Regions from separate parts of the Pan troglodytes genome. Here region 2 is linked to region 1. Evidence: chromatin contacts called from public HiChIP or PLAC-seq data. All regions are on one chromosome and are shown on one strand. The core of a region is the stretch at or near the end of the contact, and the rest is flanking DNA. Distances in the headings are between cores, read along the strand shown.

Region 1 (5,343 bases), core at 67-2,566:
CTACCCACTAGATGCCAGTATCACACCCTCCCCAGGTGTGAGAACCGAAAATGTCTCCAGACATTGACAAATGTTCCCTGGGGAGCAAATTTTGGTCTAGGAGTCTAAAAACTTAGTACAGTGTGTCAGTTTCAAAAGAGTATATTCTGCAATACCAAGAAGTTCCAAAAAAACTTCAGGCATTCCAAATAGTTGCTTTATACAAAACTTTCTTGGATGAAGTAAATGAAACCTTGTTACTGTAGATAGCTCATTCTTCCACATGTGCATGCTTAACACTTGTGATGATGAATCTGGGACAGGCTGGGACAGGAGCCAACAGTGACTGGGTTTTATAGTTTCGATGAATTACACCTCCTTTTAACCCTTCAGTGGACTAACCATCCCTGCCAGGCTAACCCTTTCTTCGCAGACCATCTTCCCCGACGCCTTCCACATAAGATGCCCTCCTGCGGGCCCTCACCTTTTGACACTGCCTCCCACCGCACTGGGGTCAACTCTCACCCAGGGGTTCCGCCACCTTCCACCACCAAACCAGCCTGTCCCTGCCACATGCCCCCCGGGCCCCAGCGCTCATCCTGGCATCCCCTGACCAGGCCCGCTCTTGACCCCTGACCCCGGCCTGACCCCGCCATCCCCCTCCCCGCCCCCAGGGAGGTACCTGAAGTAGTAGACATCGCTCTTGCCAGCACTTAGCCCAGATTTTCGGATCACTTCCTCCTTCTTCCATCCGGGGGGGAGGGCCGGGCAGTCCATCCTCTTCCCGCTCTCCGTGGCCCGGGGTCCCCTGGGCCCCGGCCCCGCGCTCCCCGACGGGAAAGGGACCGGCTCCCGCCGGGGGGCGCCGCCGCCACCGCTGCCGCCGCCGCCGCAGCCGCCGCCGTCGCCGCCAAGGCCGCTGCCGCCACTCGGGGGACGGCCGCGGCCCCGGCCCCGGCCCCGTCCCCGTCCCCGGCCACGGCCCCGGCCCCGGCCACGGCCACAGACGCCGCCGCCCCGGCCCGCCTGCTTCCACCGCCCCCGGCCACGGCCGCCGCCCCGAGCGCCTTCCCTGCGCACGCCGCTCACCGGGGACGGGGCGAGCGCGCTGCCCTGGCCCCCCTGCTCTATGGCGGAGTCGCCGCCAGCGCCGCTGCCGCCCGCCGCGCTCTCCCCCTCCTCCTGCTCCGGGCAGCAGCGGCCTCCCCCCGGGTGCGCGCGCATCCAGCCCCCTCCCCAGCCGGCGCTGCGCTTCTTCCGTAACCGAGCCCTTGGAATCCCGGAGACCCGCCCCGCCCGCAGCGCGGCGCGCGGGGGACGCGCGCAAGCATCATAGAGCGGGCGCGCACAGAGCGGCCCTCCTGCCCGGGGCGTGGCCCCGGCCACCGCCTCTTAGGTCCTCCAAGCGCTCTGGGCGGCCATCTTGTCTCCGCCTTCTCGGGGCCACGCCCCCTCCCGCGCTTTTCCGGCCCGGGCCCCCACTGGGCGCGCGGAGCTGGGAAGGTTGGTCGGGCTAGCCACCAGCTGGGGGTGTCATAGTGACTGTGGTTAGTTTGTTTCAAACGGGGTAACCTCCACCATTATGTGATTTTACCTATGTTTGCTTCCCAATTAATGAATAACAAGCAAAATAGATCTTACATTACATACTCACCAACTCGGCTATTCATTTAAGGGGGTGATAGCCCCTTTTCCCGCCCCTCTGCACAAAGCTTGCAGGGGAGCTTATAATGAAGGAATGAAGCAAAGTGTCCCATTCGCTGAATACCAGTTCCCTTCTGAGCCTGGCTTCAGAGCCATTGACAGATTCTCCTGGAACCTTGTAAGGATGTAGGAAAAGAAATGATAACTTGGAATATGCCCATGAGTCAGATGGGGCTTACCTCTAGATTCTCCTTAGAATGACCAGAATCCCTAAATCCATCTAGAAATTTCCAGATGTCTTTGTCTAATACAAAAATCAGTGGCCTTTTATTTGGTAAATATTCCATTATGTTGAAAGTCCAGCCTAACTTACTGTCACAAGCCTTTAGGAAACTGTGTGGTATTCTTTTCGGTCTGCCAACTTGAATTTTAGAAATGCATATTTTCTATAAGTTGTTGAACATTTATAGAAGTGTGCTATTGATATTCAAGATAATATATTATGAAATATTTGGAAGATTGAAAAATGTAAAGCACATGTTATCAGCCTGATGATAAGCTATCTTGGGTTTCTATACTCATATGCCCTAAAAACTGAGGACCAAGTTTAACGTATAGAAAAAGTTGATTAATATAAAGCAACAAAAATCTAAAATTAATTTGGTTTATCTTTGCAGTATATGCAAACATTAACTCATACACGCAAACTTGTCTGTCTCTAAACCTGACCTTAGTCTTCTTTTAATGTCCTTTAGTTGAAAGACACTAATTTGTGGTTTCCTACAAGAAATTTAGAAATGTGAATCTAAAAAATCATCAAGAAATGAGTTCTGAGGAGATCAGTACTGGAGACATTCATTTAGAAGTCATCTGTGGGCCGGGCGCGGTGGCTCACGCCTGTAATCCCAACACTTTGGGAGGCAGAGGCGGGCAGATCACCTGAGGTCAGGAGTTCAAGACCAGCCTGGCTAACACGATGAAACCCCGTCTCTACTAAAAATGCAGAAAATTGGCTGGGCGTGGTGGCGGGCGCCCGTAGTCCCAGCTGCTCCGGAGGCTGAGGCAGGAGAATGGCGTGAACCCGGGAGGCGGAGCTTGCAGTGAACTGGATCACGCCACTGCACTCCAGCCTGGCCGACAGAGCGAGACTCTGTCTCAAAAAAAAAAAAAAAAAAAGAAGTCATTTGTGGCCGGGCGCGGTGGCTCACTTCTGTAATCCCAGCACTTTGGGAGGCCGAGGCCGGCGGATCACGAGGTCTAGAGATAGAGACCATTCTGGCCAACAGGGTCAAACCCCGTCTCTATTAAAATACAAAAATTAGCTGGGCGTGCTGGCGTGCGCCTGTAATCCCAGCTACTCGGGAGGCTGAGGCAAGAGAATCGCTTGAACACGGGAGGCGGAGATTGCAGTGAATCAAGATCGCGCCACTGCACTCCAGCCTGGCAACCGAGCGAGACTCCGTCTCAAAAAAAAAAGTCATTTGTGAAAGTGACAGTTGAAGGAGGCCCTGCAAGTAAGTAAGCTCTCCAAGGAAGGGCTTGCGTGGTTAATAATAAAAGGAAAGAGGATCAAGAACTGAATCTTGAGGAATGCCAATACTTAAGGTTCCACTGAAGGAATAAAGGAAAAAAATGATATTAAAGTTTGTATGACATAAGAGAGTACTCTGATTTTCACACATAATGGAAAGTAAAGGGTAAACATGAGCAAAAATCTCAGTAGAAACGGTAATTGAGACAGGTAGTTGAGACAACAGATGGGAACAGGTATACTTTTGGAAAATTCTACCTTTTCATGCTGTGCTAATAAGGCTGTAGATCAAATGATACATTGGATATAAAAGCATGCTTAAAGAAATAAATCACAGGATTTTCGGGTCATTATTTTGACTTCTACTACCAGATTCCATTTGCTAAATCCCAGAAGATGTAGCTTAATGTTCCCTCTGTTAAGAAAAATCTCATTTAGACATGTCAAAAGCTTTTTGGTTACACTTGAACTTTTCTGCTGTGATACCATAGAGCAAAGTAAAAAAAAAAAAAAAAAAAAAAATTAAATAAAAATAAATGCTCTTATTTATTCTCCCACTAAAAGAAAAAAAAATACTCCAATTAAGGCAACAATAAATTCCAAAGGGGACTAGATTGAGAGCTAAAAGAGTTAAGAATAGATGCTAAATACCTGAGAGACAGACCCCTTTGTTTCTCTTAAAATACTGGACAAATAATAAACCTTTTATAATTCTAGGAAAATGCATTTTCTATCACTCCTCCAGGAAGCATAGCAACGTTATTTTTCTCGGGTAGTAAAGTTGTGACCAAATTTTCAATTTGGTCTCTCTTACAATGGAGAAGGCTTGCTAGCTTATCTCTTGGAGAAAGTGAAAGACAAAAGCAAGATAGGATTATGTATGAAATCTGGTCCACTAAATGAACAACAGAGATGTAAGCACCTGTGATCTCTGCCTCCCAGGTATAAAGGCAGGTGCTAAAACACCAACTGTCACCCCTAGAAGACTATTCTTTCTTTGATTTTTCCCTTTATTGTTTAGTAGGTAAAGCTGAATGAAGTTAAGCCATTAAAGAAAAAGTTGTGGCCGGGCGCGGTGGCTCACGCCTGTAATCCCAGCACTTTGGGAGGCCAAGGCAGGCAGATCACAAGGTCAGGAGATCGAGATCATCATGGCTAACACAGTGAAACCCTGTCTCTACTAAAAATATAAAAAATTAGCCAGGCGAGGTGGCGGGCGCCTGTAGTCCCAGCTTCTCGGGAGGCTGAGGCAGGAGAATGGCGTGAACCCAGGAGGCGGTGCTTGCAGTGAGCTGAGATCACGCCACTGCACTCCAGCCTGGGCAACAGTCTCAAAAAAGAAAAGAAAAGAAAAGAAAAAGTTGTTTTAAAGAAAGGTGTTAATATGGATTTTTATTTTGAAAATTAGAAAAAATTCAGGTAATGAAACTTCAAAGAATATTAGGAGGTGAGACTGATTTTGAGAACTATATATTTTGTCAAATATATAACCTGCATTTAAATCTTTGAGTGTGATAAAATACCCAATAAAAGCAGGTGTTTTTTTGTTTGTTTGTTTGTTTGTTTTGTTTGGTTTGGTTTTTGTTTTTTGGTTTTTTGTTTGGTTGGTTGATTGGTTTATTGGTTTGTTGTTGTTGTTTTGGCCTCCTGTGTAACTGGTACCACAGGTACGTGCCATCACACTCAGCTAATTAAGACAATTTTTTTTTTTTTTTGTAGAGATGGGAGTCTCCCCGTATTGCCCAGGCTGGTCTCAAACTCCTGGGCTCAAGCAATCTTCCCGCCCCACTTCCCGAAGCCCTAGGATTACGGGAGTGAGCCACCGCACCCAGCCAGAAAAACGTTTCAAATATTGGAAAACCTTACTTTTTTCAATGAGCATTTTTGCATCAAGGGGTAACAGGGACATTAGAGTTTTTTTCTCTTAGACTCCAAACAGTAAGGTCAGAATTTATCAAGACATTACATAGGAGTAAGGGCACAGCCGGGGGTGGTTGGGGGAGGACATTTTCCAGCACTAATTAACAGGTTTTATGATTCACTAGGTTGGCCCAGCTACTGTTCTCACCTAATTCCCAGGCACAGCATGTCAGGAGGCCAAATGACACTTTCCAGTGCAAATGCTTGTAGTATGAAGAGGGCAGAGATCACCTAGTGACCATCAAGCAGGCCATCCAGAGGCAAAACTC
Region 2 (5,599 bases), core at 555-3,054, 130 kb after region 1:
CATCATTTAAAAAACTCTCCAAAGATCTGCTTCCTTAAGCACTTAAATAAACCTTCTTAAAGTTTAATTATTGGAACATTTCTTCCTTAGCTCTCACTTAAAACTCTTCAGGTTGGATCATAAATCTATTTTCTCTTATTTAATTCTCCAGCAAGGCACAACAGGTAGTTGATAGTCTCTATATTTGAAAAGTTTTAGTAAACCATTATTATAACCTCCTCTTTCCAAGCAGAGTCCTGGTTTCTTTACCTTTCCTGACAGATCTAATGCAGAATTTTAGTAACTGCTGAGGCTCCTCTCCAAATCCTTGTGGAAATCTCCATATCTCTTAACCTGTGAGGAAACAAGGCAGAAGTAGAATTATTTTGATCCATGAATTAGGTCAATATATTTGATAATTTTCTTTATATCTTCTCAGTGTCCTTTATCTATACTTTGTCTTCATTAGGAAACATTTGCTACATATATGCCCCAAGATGAAAGAAAAAGATAGTACAAAAAAACTTTAAAAGATACTGTTTATAAAAAGAATCTTTAAGAAACTATTTTAAAGGAACTCAGTTTAAAAAGACATTTAGGTGGAACGTGGATACAAAAATTTAAGCTTTTAAGCTCACGTCATTAACAATTAACAAGGATTGTTAATCCCTGACCAGGGCTCGTCTTAGCATATAAAACACCGTTCTTGATTTCCTATTGGAAACCTACTTGATATTAATTGATCTAGAGACTTTGAAGATTATTGGGACATACCACTAGCAGGGTATGTCTTATTTTCAAATCACCAACTATTACTGCCACAATAGACCTGTGTTTAATTTAACCACTAAACTGAACGTTATAGCTTCCGGACTTTTTCATTTGCTAAGAGAAAAGGGAAGGTAAAATTTAGTAGGCTACAAAGGGTAAAATGGAGAAAGTGCAAACAGTAAGACTACAATTGTATTGCCTGGTGGTGGAACGTCGGATGAACTGGAACATATTCAGATGGACTCATGGTCAAGGATATCTTCACTCATAGGGTCAGTGGAAAATAAACATAAATCAACATTGGGATGGCCTCTTTTTTGGATACACCAATTGGTTGAAACTGGATTCTTTCCAGACTTGCAGACAGGTTCACACATGGTAGTGAGTCTTTACATCTGTTTGTACAATGTCCCTCTTTCTGGGCTGCCTGACTGGGTCCCCAATCCGTGCGGGGTCACTGCCATTCTTCCCTGGGAATCAAGGCTTCCTAGGAGTTTGTTAAATCCCATCCCTGGCTAAACTCGGGTCTCCAATCTCCCATCTGCTTTGTGTGTGAGAGGCTCCGGGGTGTGAGAGGAAAGGCACTGAAGAGGGAGTGAAAGAAGTGGTGGGGGGACTGCCTACTAGCTGAGACGATGTCTTATTTTTGGCGGGGGATGCTCTGGAAGCGAGAAGGCTGAACTCACTTGGAAAAACTGGAGCTGTGGGGCCGACTCTCAGCGACCGGAACGACAGCTGCCAGCGCCCTTAAGTCTCCCTCCCCACCCAGTCCCCTCCCGCAGACCCCGGGGCCGGCCGAAGGGAGATCAGCCAGTCCCCGCGCAAACTGGCCGAGAATAGCTGTGACGGAGGTTGGAAGGGCGTGGGGGGCAGCGACTTGGATGCCCCAGAAAGGAGGGAGAAACAGCACCTTCCAGCAGGGGTCGCGACCTAACGCTCAACAGCATCCTCTCCTCTTCGTCGGCCGCTCCCTCATTTTCGCTCGCGCCCGGCGCCCCACTGCCGCGCATGCGCACCGCAGGCCGGCGCCATGTTGGGGCGGTTTGAAAGAGAGCGCGGGCGTCGAGCTCCGCTGTGACTGCGGAGGAAGCTGCGAGTGAGCCGAGCCTGAGGCGGAGCGGTGTCCGGGTTGGGGATGCTTTGTGGTGTCTCGCGTTGGGTAACAGGCCTGAGCTTTCGGCGGAGAGCTGTGGAAGTGTGCGGTTTTTGTTTTTGTTTTCCTTTATTTTTATTTTGGGGCCTTAGGGGTGAGTTAGGCCGGAAAGGAGGGTGTCTTTTCGAGGGTTGTGACAGCCGAGAAAAGGCGAAAGGAGAGTGGCGAGGAAAGAGGAGGAGACGTCTCCTGAGGGAGGGCGCTTGTGGAGTCTCTGTGGAAGGAAGAATACTGTAGGGGGAGTGCCCCCTGGGCGAGGGAGGGTCGCGGGACGCGGCGGAGGGGGCTGACACGGGCGTCTGGGGACCTGAGGCGGCGACAGGAAGGGGCTTGCGCTTTGGGGCTGTCGCTTCCGAACACTTCTCCTTCAGTCCATTGCTGCGCTCGCCCTGGCTGCTGAATAAATGGTTTCGGAGTGAATAGCATCTCATTGAAGAACTTGTCTGTGTCTGTGACTGACGGGCGGTGGAACACCAAAGGGAGGGTGTCGCCTGATTGGGACTGGAAAAATTGGAATTCAGGGCGCCCGGGGTAGGGGAACGATGCGCACTGCTGGAGACGGGCGACCTTCGCTGGCCGGTCGATGGGTTCCTGGTTTTCTGCTGCCGAGTAAACAAACGTTCCCTTTCCTAACTTAGCAGTCACAGAGCTGTTTCCAAGAGTTGTTGTTAATTTCCTGTGCGATATTCCCATTGGCTATTTAACACTGAACGTTCTGTTTTTGAATCAAAGTTAGTTAAAATTTCTTGTCAATAAGTTTAACATTCTGTTCTTCCGCGTGATGGATTTTCTTTTGGAGATTCGAACTGAAGCCTGTACGGAGGAAATGGTAAGATACATGGGATTTGCATGAGATATGTGGGGTTCAAAATAATCCTGTGGCTGAAGTGGGGAGAAGTGGGTGGGTCCATACCCACTTTAGCTACAATTGTTGGAAGCAGGATGATGAGTACATAGGGGTTTATTGAAAGATTCTACTTTTGTATACTCTTTTGGGGAAAAGTTGGAAAACTTTTCATAATAGAACTTAAATTGTGCATTTTCTTTTTGTCTGTCCTGTGAGTTGAAATAACTAGTAAATGTTATCACCCACTTACGGAGACCAATACAACAGCTTTCTCTTTCAAGGTTTTGTAAAATAAAATCAGTAGCCTGTTCGGCATTCAAAGACAGAAAACATTTGGTCAGGCTTATCCAAACAAATTTACTTGAGTGAGTTTAAACTTCTTTAAATAAAAGGGATACGAAAAAGGTAAAGCTGGCTTAGTTTAGCCGTTCGTCAGAGATATGCCAGTATTACAGAATTCAGATAAATCAATGAGACGAAACAACTGTTACCTTATGTTCTGCCATTTGCACTGACCACGGTCAGATCTCTTGTAATGGCCATTGCATGCTCTAACGCTGTGGTAGGATGATGTTTTACTTTGTCTCTTATTTAATTAGAAAACTTTCGATGTTTTAAAGCCAAATTTAATAGTTACTAAGATTACATTAAAAGTTGTTATAACAAATATTTCTAAAATTATAGCCAAAAATTAAACATTATAACATCATAGCATATGTTAAGTCCTCAACATTAATACTTTTTTAGTATAGAAAATCCATTCATTTAATTTTAAAAAGAATGTCATCATGGACTGAATTAGTGCCGGTTCGTTCTGTGATTTCTTAGGTTTTCGAATATACATCCTGTTACTGTACTGAGGTGGACAGGGACTCTCTCAATTTTAATAATGGAAAAACAGTAAGAAGAACACATTGAGTTGATTTTCATATTATTTAAGCTTCCTTTAAAAGAGGTGAGCTGAATCCATTTAACATAAGAATTGAAAATAGGGAGGGTGGTACCAAAAACGAAGGTCAGGAAATGATTAACTATTTTAGGAAAAGTGTATATTGCTAACTAATTCCAGAATAAGACCTGCAGTTTATTTACAGTTAAATGTTGTAAATGTACTAGCATTTATAACATTGAAAGTGAATATTCTCCATTGTTCCTTCTTGTTTTGAATACTTCATTTGATGGCTTTAAAAAATTTATTGAGCGCTATTATCTGCAGCACATGGTAGTAGGCTTATGATTTGAAAAATATGATGTATAGGGGAATATTAGGTATTGTGATGTCATAGAATATATCACCATAAGAGAAAAGACGGTTCATAAGTAGTTTTTAGGACTTTTTAAGAAGTGAGTACTCTTTCCTTGGTATTTTCCATGTATATTCTCAGATAATTTTTGTATACATACTTCCAGGCACATAGTAAGTACTCAAAAAATGTTTTCTAAATCATTGATGAAGGAATTCACAATAATAAAGATAACAAAAATCTACAATTCCTAACAAGGAGTGTCTGTTATAGATAATGGATTTTATTATTTAAAGAAAATTACAAGAGGTTTACATATTTTGTTTGTATATGGTCACTTTTAATTGGCACCTTAACATTTCGTTTTTGTATTACAGTTGTTTTTAAGGGAAATGAATAGAAACAATCCACTTTGAAGAAGCCATGGCGAAATCAAAGACAAAACATAGACTTTGTTCTCAGGAATCTTCAGTATCTGCGCTGCTGGCAAGCTGCACCCTGAGTGGTAGTAATTCCTCTAATTCTGATGGCTCGTTTCACTATAAAGATAAGCTGTACAGATCTGCTTCTCAAGCTCTACAGGCTTATATTGATGATTTTGATCTAAGCCAAATATATCCTGGTGCAAGCACTGGAACAATTAACATTGATGAGGATTTTACTAATATGTCACAGTTCTGCAACTATATTTACAAACCAAACAATGGTATGCTTTTATTCTTTGTTTTCTTTGTGTTCAGATGTTTTGAAGCATTTGGGAGATGTACTGTAGTATTGTAAAGTTTGACATTATTTTTGTTACTTTGGAGTAAAAATAACTTATAATATTGAGATCTGGGTGTTTTTGTAAAATGATTATATAATTCTCTGTGGAACAGTAATATTCACAAGATGTTAAGAGTTTGTCCATAATAAAGCTTCCTTGAAGACAAGTTTGGAAAATGCAGTTGTTGATAAGTCAATTACTACTTTACCGAACACTTGCAGAATGACCCTAGAATAGAAAAAGTTTGTATTCAGTTCTTGGAGGGATGTGGTCAATATATTCCGGAAGCAAAGAATGAGAACAGCTGTTCTCTATGTATAATCCATGCCATTGAAGGGTTTGTAGGTGAGAAAACAAGTTATTTTTCCACCTAGTTTAATAGCATATTTTTTTCTATGCTGCAACCAATATTGAGTGACCAATGTTATTGTGATTGTATTAGTGTATCAGATATGTCTAGATGATAAAAGTTGAAGGAACAGTAAATTAGAGAACACAGGAAAATTCAGGAGGTTGGAGAGAAAAATGTAGAAATTAACACAGAACGAAGAATCATGAGAAAAAAAGCACATCCTATTTTATCCACCTACACCTTTTTATGCTTTTAATCAAAGCTTTAGTGAGGATAAGGGGAAAGCAGCAAAATGCCTCTTAAATTCTTAATTCTCATTTACTGTTGGATATTATAAAATATTTGTATGTAATAAACAAAACTGTTCTTCGTTTTTCAGCTTTTGAAAACCTTGATCACAAAAAGCACTCAAACTTCACATCCTGTAGAAGACACACCGTTAATGACATAGACTCCATGAGCCTAACAACTGATGATCTATTAAGAC

Evidence for each region. HiChIP or PLAC-seq counts read pairs in DNA pulled down with a chosen protein or histone mark.
Region 2: an H3K4me3 HiChIP or PLAC-seq map of stem cell-derived excitatory neurons shows a contact between it and region 1, with 2.8 times the contacts expected there. The contact joins the promoter of STARD6 here to the promoter of MBD2 in region 1. A contact is called at or near these places in 1 of 7 Hi-C or Micro-C datasets (stem cell-derived neural progenitor cells) and 1 of 1 datasets of contacts at active chromatin or transcription factors (stem cell-derived excitatory neurons).

What each region holds. Positions count from the first base shown.
Region 1 is chr17:64,286,044-64,291,386 of NHGRI_mPanTro3-v2.0_pri, forward strand. MBD2 (methyl-CpG binding domain protein 2) reads right to left here and starts at 1,317. Exons shown (of 7, transcript XM_016933740.4): 1 at 662-1,317. The coding sequence starts at 1,203.
Region 2 is chr17:64,419,183-64,424,781 of NHGRI_mPanTro3-v2.0_pri, forward strand. STARD6 (StAR related lipid transfer domain containing 6) reads right to left here and starts at 1,805. Exons shown (of 8, transcript XM_523930.6): 1 at 1,661-1,805; 2 at 250-333. It overlaps C18H18orf54 (chromosome 18 C18orf54 homolog), which reads left to right and starts at 2,311. Exons shown (of 8, transcript NM_001279819.1): 1 at 2,311-2,732; 2 at 4,372-4,700; 3 at 5,492-5,599. The coding sequence starts at 4,418.